2 separate regions of the Ovis aries genome follow, and region 1 is linked to region 2. The links are chromatin contacts, called in public Hi-C maps. All regions are on one chromosome and are shown on one strand. Each heading gives the region's core, a stretch centred on a gene start, on an enhancer-like site or on the middle of the called end of the contact. The rest is flanking DNA. Distances are from core to core; before and after follow the strand shown. Region 1 overlaps LOC101123281 (ankyrin repeat and BTB/POZ domain-containing protein 1). Region 2 has its middle 11 kb from the start of KBTBD12.

Region 1 (5,501 bases), core at 1,818-4,317, 190 kb before region 2:
CGTGGCAATAAAGCTTGACTTCACTGTGGGAGCCTGTGTGCCAGGACAGGGTAGGGGGCCTCATCGACGAGAGATGGTGTTGGCTGGGGCCCTGAGACCTGCCTGCCGGGACCGGCCCTCTGCCAGGCAGGCTCCTCTTGCTGAGGTCAGCCTGTCCCCTACCCTCGGGGGCCAGGGCAGGTTTGGAGGAGCCAGCAGTTGCTTCCCCGGCGACGAGGCAAGCTGTCTGTGGTCTGGTACACGCTTAGTGAGCCCCGCTGTTCTTACCGCCGTGGGGCTAAGGACAGAAGTCACTGTGTGACCTCAGCCCGGAGCCCAGCTCCCCATGCCTGCTTCTAAGCAAACGCTTGAATCAGTGTTCAGACGTTACTGGTGAAAATGATCCGTGCATTCTCTCCCAAGCCTAGACCCCAGCAGTGTTTACATCTGGGGAAGTAGACCAACCACCAAGGAAAAACGCAGCGACGGGAAGTTCTCGGTAACACGGAGTGTAGGAGCAGCTTGTGGCCCCCAGGAGACGGCCTGACAGCACGGACGCGGCCCCGTCATCCCGGGGGCACCGGAGCACAGCCACGGCCGATGTTTCTGTGTGGATTGTTGGCATTTGGGTCACTAATGACATTAAAATACCGCTTATTTTGATTACCCAGGTTTTTGGTGCTCCTAAGTTCAGTGCCCAAGGCAAGAGCGTCACTGGCCTCCCCCTCGTTCTGGCCCCAACCCCAGGATAGTTTCTGCCCTTCTATAATAGCCCTCCCACCCGCAGGGACGAAGGCTTGGGATGTGTGCTTTGTTCCACCTGGAAAACTGCCTTCAGGGCCGGGTCTCCCTGCAGCAGGCTGTGGAGGGGCTGGGGGCGGCAGGAAGCTGGGCCTGCAGTCCCAGGGCTGGGGCCGCCCGCCTTCCTGGAGCAGAAGTTCTGAGGGCATCAGCGGCTCTCACCTGGGTAAGGTCTGAGCCGCAGCCTTAGGTGGGGACTGATGAGGGAGAAGCTTCTGGAAGCCTGGCTGCACGTCCCATTGGGACCTGTGCCGTGGCAACTGGGCCCTGGGCTAGAGCCGCAGCGCCTGTCATTAGGGTGTGTGCGGGGCGGCCCGCCAGCCCCCGACCCCAACGCTGGTGTGCGTCCCGGGGTCCTAAGGGGCCCCTGCAGGAGTAGGGTCCACCCACTGAGTCTCACCGTGCCCTTGCCGTGTGTGGGGGGGGGGGGGTGGGCGGGGGTGGCGCCACCAGCCCCCCATGCTGGTGTGCATCCTGAGGGGCCCCGGGATGCGTGGGCTGAGCCCTCTCCACCTGTGGGGTCTCGGACCCTTGTGTGCGCTTCCCGAGGCCTCTCAGTCTCTGCAGCAGCTGCCGGGCGGGCTCTGAGGGTCTCTCCTGGCACCTCAGCCCCAGTCGGGGCCCCGCCTCACCCCCCACCTGCTCACCTGCGTGTCGGCCTCTGCGGGTGGATGCAGCCCGGGTCTCCCTCCCGCAGAGCCTCAGGCGCACGCCTGGCTCCTCCCCCAGCTCCCCTGCCCTCAGCTGCAGCCAGGCCCGCAGGGGACGGCTCTGGCTTAGAGCCTGCAAAGCCCCCTTTCCTCTCTGCTCTCCCTGCCGGCCAGGAGTACGCCTTGGCAGGAGCAGGAGCTGGCACCTTGCTCCACGGGCAGGAAGCCCCGCACTTCAGGCAGGGCCGTGAGGGCAGGGGAGACAGGTGCGGCTGCCCCCCAGCCTGCCTCGCCCCCAAGCCTGCCTCCTCGGGGGCTGCGTCCGCCCCGGGCTCCAGACGCTCCAGCCAGGGCCGTGGGCGCCACCCAGCGGCTGCTCTTGGCGTTGCAGCCCCTGGCTGCACTGCCTCACACACCGTCCTCGGGGCTGCTGCCGCGACCTCAGCCCGGCCCCTCCGGCGCCCACTCTGTTCTCGCCTGGTGCTCCATCCGCTTTTCCTGCCCTGCTGCCCTTGGGCAAGCCGTGCCACCCCACCCGGTTCTGGGAGCAGCCCCCAGACCACGGGGCACAGGCCACGTGATAGCCCTTGGCAGGAGCGTCCGTGGGGTGGGGACAGCCCAGGAAGACTCCCCACGACCCACACCCCAGGGAAGCATTTCCGTATGCTGAACAGGGATTAGTAGCCACAGCATCTCCCAGAGTAGACAGGCCTGAAGCTGGTGCTGGCTGCCGCACCCAAGGGAAGTAAGCAGAGCAACGGGGGCAGAGCCGCAGATACGGGCCTCCTGCCTCAGCCCTGATGCCGAACGGAAGGGCGACCCACTCCATCGCGCCCAGGGGAGCGGGTCGGCCGTCCTTCAGGTCTACACGCCACGCGGGGCGGGGGGGCCTCTGCCCGGGGGCAAGGCCAGCTCTGGACCCCCACGGGACCTGCCCCACGGCGAGAACGCCATCAGACGTCGTCTCAGGAGACCATCCAAGGCTGCAGCGTGGAGACGGCCTGGGCCCACCTCCCACGAGCACGCCGGCAGTCGGCAGAGACCAAAGCCTCCCTGCGATGACCTGCCACTGATGACGAGGAACCACAGCGAGACGGCGGAGCCCCCCACCCTGGGGGAGGTGACACTGCAGAGCGTCCCCCGGGAGTGAGCGCTGGGCGCCCACCCTGCGCCCCACGCGGGGCTGTGACCCCCGGGCCCCCGGAGCATCTGGCTGTGAAGGCGTGAGGCAGAGACCCACAGACTCACGCTGACACGGCCACACAGAACCTCACGCAGGCCGAGCCGGGCAGGAGCCTGGGCCGGACCTACCTGCTGCCCGCGGAGCGTCTCCTGCAGAGACGGGGTGGCTGGGGCTCGCCTGGACACACTGGCCCCGTGAACACGGCCGCTGGGCTGAGATCCAGGCCCGTCAGACCCAGAGCCTGGAGACTCAGTCACACAGCCCCGGGGCAGGGTCACAGCCCCAGCCGGCAGCAGACAAGCTGCCGTGAGACCCCCCCTTAACCCCCGTGGTGGACATGGCCCTGCCCACCAGACGGCCAGGACGCAGCACCGTCCACCCATGGGGCTGGGCGGGCCACCCTCCAGGGAGGCTGCTAGGCCAGCCTCGCCCACCAGAGGGGGACATGGACACAGAAAGCAGAGTCTAAACTGGACAGCTCCATGTGAAAGAAATCAGAACATCCTCTACCACCACACACAGACACACTCAGTGGATTAAAGACCTGCTTATCAGGCTGGTAACTGTGAAACTGCTGGAGGGAAGCAGACAGAACTCCCTCTGACATGAATCACAGCAGCATCTTCTTGGGTCCATTTCCTGGAGTAATGAAAATAAAAATAAACGGGACTTTCTTTTGCACAGAAAGGAAGCCGTAACAGGAACAGGCAACCCACAGAATGGGAGGAAAGACTCGCAAGCAATATGACCGGCAGGGGATCAGTCTCCAAACTGCACAAGCGGCTCCTAGAGCTCAGTGTCAGAACAACAAGCAGTCATAAAAAATGGGCAGGAGATCTATGCAGACATTTCCCCAACGAAGACAGACAGGCAAGAGGCATAGGAGAAGCTGCTCAGCATCACGGCTATTAGAGATGCGAATCAGAGCTGCAGGGAGGCGTCACCTCACACTCGCCAGGATGGCCGTCATCAGGAAGTCCAGAAACAGGAAACGCTGGAGAGAGAGGGGAGGAAGGGAGCCCAGCTCCACTGCTGGTGGAAATGTAAACTGGTGCAGCCACTCCAGAGAAGTGCGAAAGTTCCTTAGAAAACCAACCGTAGAGTTACCGTATGGCTCGGCAGTCCCACTCGTGGGCACCATCTAGAGAAAACCAGTCTGAAGCGTGCAGCCCAGGCTTCACAGCGGCCCTGCTAACCGCAGCCAAGGCTAGAAACGAGGCGTCCGCCACGGAGTGGGCGCAGACGGCGCGCACACACGTTCTGCCGCGGAGAGCGGCTCCGCCGGAAGCGCCACGCCGTCTGCAGCAGCACGGGTGGGCGTGCAGACTGCCAGGTCACACAAAGACACCAATCACTTCTGCGTGAAATCTTTAAAAAATGATACAAACGGACAAAATACAGACTCAGACTTAAAAGACGTGGTTATCAACAGGGAACGCGGGGAGGGATAGATTAGGGGTTGGGACGAACAGATACACGACTCACACAGAAGCCAACAAGGACCTCGTGGTGCTGCTGAGAACTCGGTAAGAACCCGCACAGCAAAGGGGTCCGAGGAAGCAAGGGCGTCTGCAGGTGTGAGACCGGATCACTCGGCTGCGCCCCTGAAGCGCAGCCCTGGATCGGTTACGTGCTGTGCTGCCGTCTCAGCTGTGTCTGACTCTGCGACCCCACGGACTGTAGCCCACCAGACTCCTCTGTCCAGGGGATTCCCCTGGCAAGAATACTGGAGTGGGTAGCCATGCCCTTCTCCAGGGGATCTTCCCGATCCAGGGATCGAACCCACATCTCTTAGGTCTCCTGAACTGGCAGGTGGGTTCTTCACCACTAGCGCCACCTGGGAAGCCAAAACACCGTCAGTTCAGTTGCTCAGCCGTGTCCAACTCTGCAACCCCGAGGACTGCAGAGGCGGGCACGACTGAGCGGCTGAACTCACAGGGTTTTTGGCAAAAGCTATGTTCCCATGTAAAATAAAAATCACAAAAAGGAAACCGTAGTCCCGCACCCCCAGACCTGGCCCACCCAGAGCAGAGCAGACCCAGGTGCCCCCCCACTCCCGGGACCAGCTGGGCCCCAGCCCTTCACACTAGCAGCCAACCGAGCTTCGGGATCCCCCAGGCCTCCCACCTGTCGGGAGCCGCGCCCCCACCAGTGGTCCCCCACTCCAGGGCCAGCTTCGCCTGCCTGCAGGGGGCACCACCGCCCCAGGCCTGGCTTCCCCACCAGGGGGTGGGCGCAGCCCAGACTTCTGGGCCGACTCTGCCCCCAGTGAGCTGGCACCAGCCGGGGGCCCTAGGATTCTGGAAGCGGCCGCCACGTGACCAGATCCTGCTCGCAAGCAGCGTCGACACGAGGCAGGGGCCGGGCCACCCACCAGCCCACCAGAGCCCCCGTCAGCGCCCGGGGAGAGGGGATGCCCAGGACGTTCCCACCTCACCCAGGTCAAGACATGGAAAACAAACAGCACCCGACAGGAGGAGCCGGCAGAGGAGCACGCCCCAGACGAGCAGGACAGACCCCAGCAGCAGACCCGAGTGAGGCGGGACCGGCCGCCCGCCGCAGGAGTTCAGAGCGGTGACTGCGGGTGGCCCGGGACTCGGGGCAGAGAGACGCGCAGGGCGGTTGAGACTTTCAGGACAGCAGCAGCGCAGTAAACCCAGGGCCCTTGGAGGGACGGCCTTGGGTGGGGGCGCGGGTGTCCGCCGTGAAGTGGGCCTGCACCCACGACCCCAACACTGGGTTCCGGCCCAGACAGCGCCTCTCCCCAGCTCTCAGCAATACTGGCCCTGGACCCGGGGACCAGACCGTTATGAAGACCCAGTTCCCGCAGCTCAGTTCCAGAGGGCACAGGGCTCCGAGGGTCCCCCGAAGGCTGGCCGTGGGCCGAC
Region 2 (4,861 bases), core at 244-2,743:
CCCTGGCAACACCCTCAGGGGCCTCAGTGAAAAGATGACCTACTTTCTGGCTTGGAACACGCCCCTCTCAGCCGCGGCTGGAGCCTCTGGGGTCACAGCTGACCGCAGGGTTCCGCCGGGAGCAGCCAGGAGCCCCAGAGCTGTGGGCTTCCTTTCTTCCCTCCACTCTCTCAGTCTCCTTCACTCCCAGACTCTAATAAACACCCCCGCTTGGCACAGCGCTAAAGGCACAGGAGTCCCTTCGTACCTACTGCTTGAATAAATTAGTCAGTGAATGCACTGAAGGCCATTTTCTGAAAGTGTCACGTGAGGCAAAAGGTCCACCATTGACGGTATCTAATGCAGTAAATATATCCCTGACATTACGGAAAAGAAACAAAATTACCTTTCCGGTGGAACCTGGTTGCGATTGCATCTCATTTAACATCTAGCTCTGGGAGTCCAGCACTGACGGGAGCCGAAAGGGCGGCTGGACTGGGACACTCACTGCCCTCCGGCCCTTCTGAAGCCGGCACTAAGAGAAACCTGCTCGGCCTGAAAGAATTTTGTGAGTGCTGTGTGCTCAGCCGTGTCTGACTCTTCGCCACCCCGTGGACTGTAGCCCACCAGGCTCCTCTGTCCATGGGGAGTCTCCGGGCAAGAATACTGGAGTGGGTAGCCCTGCCCTTCTCCAGGGAATCTTCCCGACCTAGGGATCGAGCCTGCGTCTCCAGCACTGGCAGGGATTCTTTACCACTGAGCCACCTGGGGAGCCGAAAGAACCCCGTCCCTGCGCTAACACACTCGCTGAGTCACTCAGCAGAGTTGGAGCTGCTGGTGTCACTGCGGCACTCCTCGGAACTTTTAAGATGCTGAGGCAGCACACTGTCAAGCTCTGAGGGGGGAATCAGTGCAGTGCCCGTCCTGGGCCAACTTGGCCCCGGGACGCTGACAACCTCGTGTGCTTAGGGCTCTGGTGTGATTGACACCAGCCCACGGGACGGCTGGAGAGTTTCTGCTCATTGTCAGTGACCTCCCCAGTACTGAATCATGCCGTCAGTTACATTTAAATTCCACCTTCCTGGCCCTGAACTGACCAGCCAGGCGGCCCTTTTTACGGCCGCAGCACACACAGAAAGGGAGGCAAAGGATGTGGGAGGAATGGGTAAGAAGCCACGGAACAGGGCAGAAATAAAGACAGTGAAAACACTTCTCGAGCCGAACAAATCTCACAGGCCTGTGAGGAAACTGTCCACGGTTATCCGATATCCACCCTGTGACACTGGGTCTTGGACCAGCGGCTGGAGCCACACTGACAAGGAAAGCTCTGAAGTGCTCGAGGGGGCTCGGGGGTTGGCACAGGCTAAGGTTACAAGGTACCCTTTCCCTCCCGGTGGCGACAAGCTGTATCCTGCGTTTCACAGCCTGGTTGCTGCTGCTGCACAGACTTAGGGCAAGACAGACGTGCACGTTCAGCAGAGCACAGCACACCCTCCCCAGAAGTCACAGAGCTGCAGTGAGCTCCCTGCGAGCCAGAGGGCGCCATGAAGCCAACGGTGGTAAGTTACAGCCCCCGCCCCCAAACTATCACAAGTGAACACCAGCGAGTGAGTGATGTCCAGACAGGTCCCTGTTTTTCTCAACTGTGCTCTGCTTAGAGTCCTTTTAAAACAAACACAAAGATAAAAACAAGAATGGAAACACCTGTAGCCCACCTGGTCGTCCAGAGGTCCCTGGATCAGGGACCCAGGCGGGTTGGGTGCTAAGCCTGCAAGTATGGAAACAGTCAGACAGAGCAAACACAGAGAAAATGCCTTGTTTGTTTGTGAGCAGTCAGTCGTGTCCGACTCTCTGCGGCCCCATGGACTGCAGCCCGCCAGGCTCCTCTGTCCATGGAATTTTCCAGGCAAGAGCACTGGAGTGGCTTGCCATTTCCTACTCCAGGGGATCTTCCCGACCCAGAGATCGAGCCAGTGTCTCTTGCATCCCCGCATTGGCGGGTGGACTCTTTACCACTGAGCCAGCTGGGACGCACATTTCTTCCCAGGAGCATCACGTAGCTTGTGCCTGCAGGGCACCCGGGCATTTTCCACCAAAAGAAAAGTTAACCCCGCCAGTGACACAGGAGGTGACTCGCCCAGGTGGAAAGGCGCGTCCGCGTCTTGACAGAATACTCAGGATTGCAAAGTTACTCGGTTTTCCCAAAATAGTATGTTGGGACTTTGTGCAATTCTAAATAAAATTACAAAGAGAGTATCTTGGAAACCTGTCAAAATGACTGTAAAACTGAAGTAAAATAGCTATACAATGGAAGTCAAGAGATACTGAAAACCAGAGAAACTTATCCCTACATGAGCTTGAAGGGCAAGCGCTGTCCCCAGTGAGATCGCTTAAACTATGGCCTACTATTACGGCTCAATAAGCCACCTCCTGTAGCCTGCCTCGACTACCTGCTCACCCGCCAAGGTTCACGCAGCTTAGGGAAGGCCCGGCAAGACTCCCGAGAGGTAACACCTTGAACATGCGGGTCACTATAGCCACAGTTGCTGCAGCGGTTCCTCAGGAGCAGGGATCTGGTCTTTCCCAGTCCGAACGGGTCAAGGTCACAGGCCACTCAACTGGGCCCATGCAAGTGTTCGACAGATGACGTTCTGACATCAAAACTCCACCCTCGGATCACCCTGACGCTGCTGCTTTCTGAACCGCTTCCCATGGAGAAGCCTGAAACCCAGCTACCCCTGCAGGGACCACTGACGACCCCCCCCATTCCCTGCCTCTCCCACCGCCCCTGCATCTCCAATAGATTCTCCACGCGTAAGTGTCCTGGTCGCCTGCAGGGCCCCGTATCTGAGACTGGCTCTCCCGTCTTCTCACTTGCTGCCTTCCAAATAATCCCTTTCTCTGTGGTGAAGCTCGGCATCTCAGCATCTGACCTGCTGCCTTCCAGCCAACAAAAAACAGCTTCCGTAACAAGTTAAAGAGCGATACGGGGACTTCCTTGGTGGCGCAGCGGCTAAGACTCCACGCTCCCAACGCAGGGGGCCTGGGTTCAATCCCTGGTCAGGGAACGAGTTCACCTACACGGACGAGCTCACGTGAGGCAACGAAGATCAAAGATCCCGCGTCCCAACCGGACGGGGACAGCCGGGTAAATAGAAGGAGAGCGGGGGAGGGGACAGAGGAGGGGCCGGGGGCGGGGCCGGGGAGGGGCGGGGCCGGGGAGGGGAGGGGCCGGGGAGGGGCGGGGCCGGGGAGGGGCGGGGCCGGGGAGGGGCGGGGCCGGGGAGGGGCGGGGCCGGGGAGGGGCGGGGGCCGGGGAGGGGCGGGGGCCGGGGAGGGGGCGGGGCCGGGGAGGGGCGGGGCCGGGGGAGGGGCGGGGCCGGGGGAGGGGCGGGGCCGGGGAGGGGCCGGGGGAGGGGCCGGGGAGGGGCCGGGGGAGGGGCCGGGGAGGGGGAGGGCCCGGGGAGCGAGAATGGAGGGAGCGCTGCAAAGCTACAGGAGTGAAAGCCGAGTGTTACTGAGACAGGATAAACAGATCGCCCGGCAGGAAAAGAGAGCGCAGAAATGCACAGAAGTAAGTAAGGCGAGGCGGTACGGGAAAAAGAATTTCCGAGCAGACACCGCAGAGGGAGCGTTCTGTACAGGACTGGGACAACCAGCTCAACAGTCAGAAAAAACAAATAAATAAATAAACACAGATGCCACGTCACTCGCTACAGCAAAACAAGCCCTAGCAGGTTAACATTGCAGGATTTTTAAAACAGACAAGCCCATAAACACACAAGAAACCCTGATGCAATTTTAAATAATCTTGTGACAGAAAAACCTTTCTAACCACGTTGCAAAGCCCAATAAAGAACAAAAAGCTCTTCTTAAAAAGTCCGTAACACTGAAAGACAACAGGAGAGGGAGGGGGGATGTTTGTAATGCATATTTGTAACATACTTTGCCTACAGGAAGAGTAATTTAATAGCATTTATATCTCAAACCTCAAATAAACCAATAATAAAGCAAACTTACAAAAGGAAAACAAAGAAGTTGAACAAGAAAAAGGACTACAAACCGGCAACACGAAAAGATGTTCAATTTTGTTAACGATCCCAGAAAATAAAAACAGGATAGTATTTCCTGCCTAACAAAGTCGCACAGACGAGTGTGTCTGTCTGCAAGGGCACACGACCTTGGGTTCTAGCACAAGGCTTGTCCAAAGGGGGCTGTGGTTGTGATCACTGCGCTCACGTACAAGTTTTCCATAAACAACATTTTCAAAAGACAAAAAAGTTAGGAATGAGTAAGAAAAGCCAGGCCAAACTGCAGAGTGAGGCTCCCTGTGCAGTGAAGAGGGAGCCCAGAAAGTGAGGTGGCAGGCGGGCGGCCCGGGTGTGATCAGGGCGGCCTTTCAGCGGCGGAGAACCTCCACCGGGCAGGGAAGAGACAGTATGGTTCCTCTCACCGCAGCTGATTGTGTTAAGTGTCCTGACTTTCATAATGACGGTGTGGATGGTGAATACAATCCTGTCCTTCGGATCACATGAGCAAATGTTTAGGGGCGAGGGAAGTCTGGATATCTGGAATTTCCTCCCAAATATTCAGAAAAAGTAAAATTATATGTGAAATAAAAATATAAAATACATATATTTATATATGCCTGTGTGCTAAGTTGCTCGGTCGTGTCTGACTCTTTGCAGCCCCATGGACTGTAGTCTGCCAGGCTCCTCTGTCCACGGGATTCCCCAGGCAAGAGTACTGGAGTGGGGTGCCATGCCCTCCTCCAGGGGATTCTCCCGACCTAGAGATTGAACCCAAGTCTCCTGCAGCTCCTGTATCGCAGGCGGATTCTTTACCACTGAGTCACCGGGAAAGCCCCAGGTTGTATATATAT

The links. Hi-C and Micro-C count contacts between places; a contact is called where the count stands out from the background.
Region 1: a contact with region 2 is called in a Hi-C map of hypothalamus, with 2.6 times the contacts expected there. The contact joins two enhancer-like sites. A contact is called at or near these places in 5 of 16 Hi-C or Micro-C datasets (hypothalamus, liver, mixed tissues and 2 more).

Annotation. Positions count from the first base shown.
Region 1 is chr19:59,714,882-59,720,382 of ARS-UI_Ramb_v3.0, reverse strand. It overlaps LOC101123281 (ankyrin repeat and BTB/POZ domain-containing protein 1), which reads left to right. Exons shown (of 18, transcript XM_060402704.1): 18 at 1-645. Among named protein-coding and RNA genes, the nearest start is that of MCM2, 75 kb to the left of the region's middle. Within about 2 kb of position 3,067, at least 5 of the 54 cell types and tissues checked have an H3K27ac peak or open chromatin away from gene starts, as enhancers often do.
Region 2 is chr19:59,524,358-59,529,218 of ARS-UI_Ramb_v3.0, reverse strand. No RefSeq gene overlaps it. Among named protein-coding and RNA genes, the nearest start is that of KBTBD12, 11 kb to the right of the region's middle. Within about 2 kb of position 1,493, at least 9 of the 54 cell types and tissues checked have an H3K27ac peak or open chromatin away from gene starts, as enhancers often do.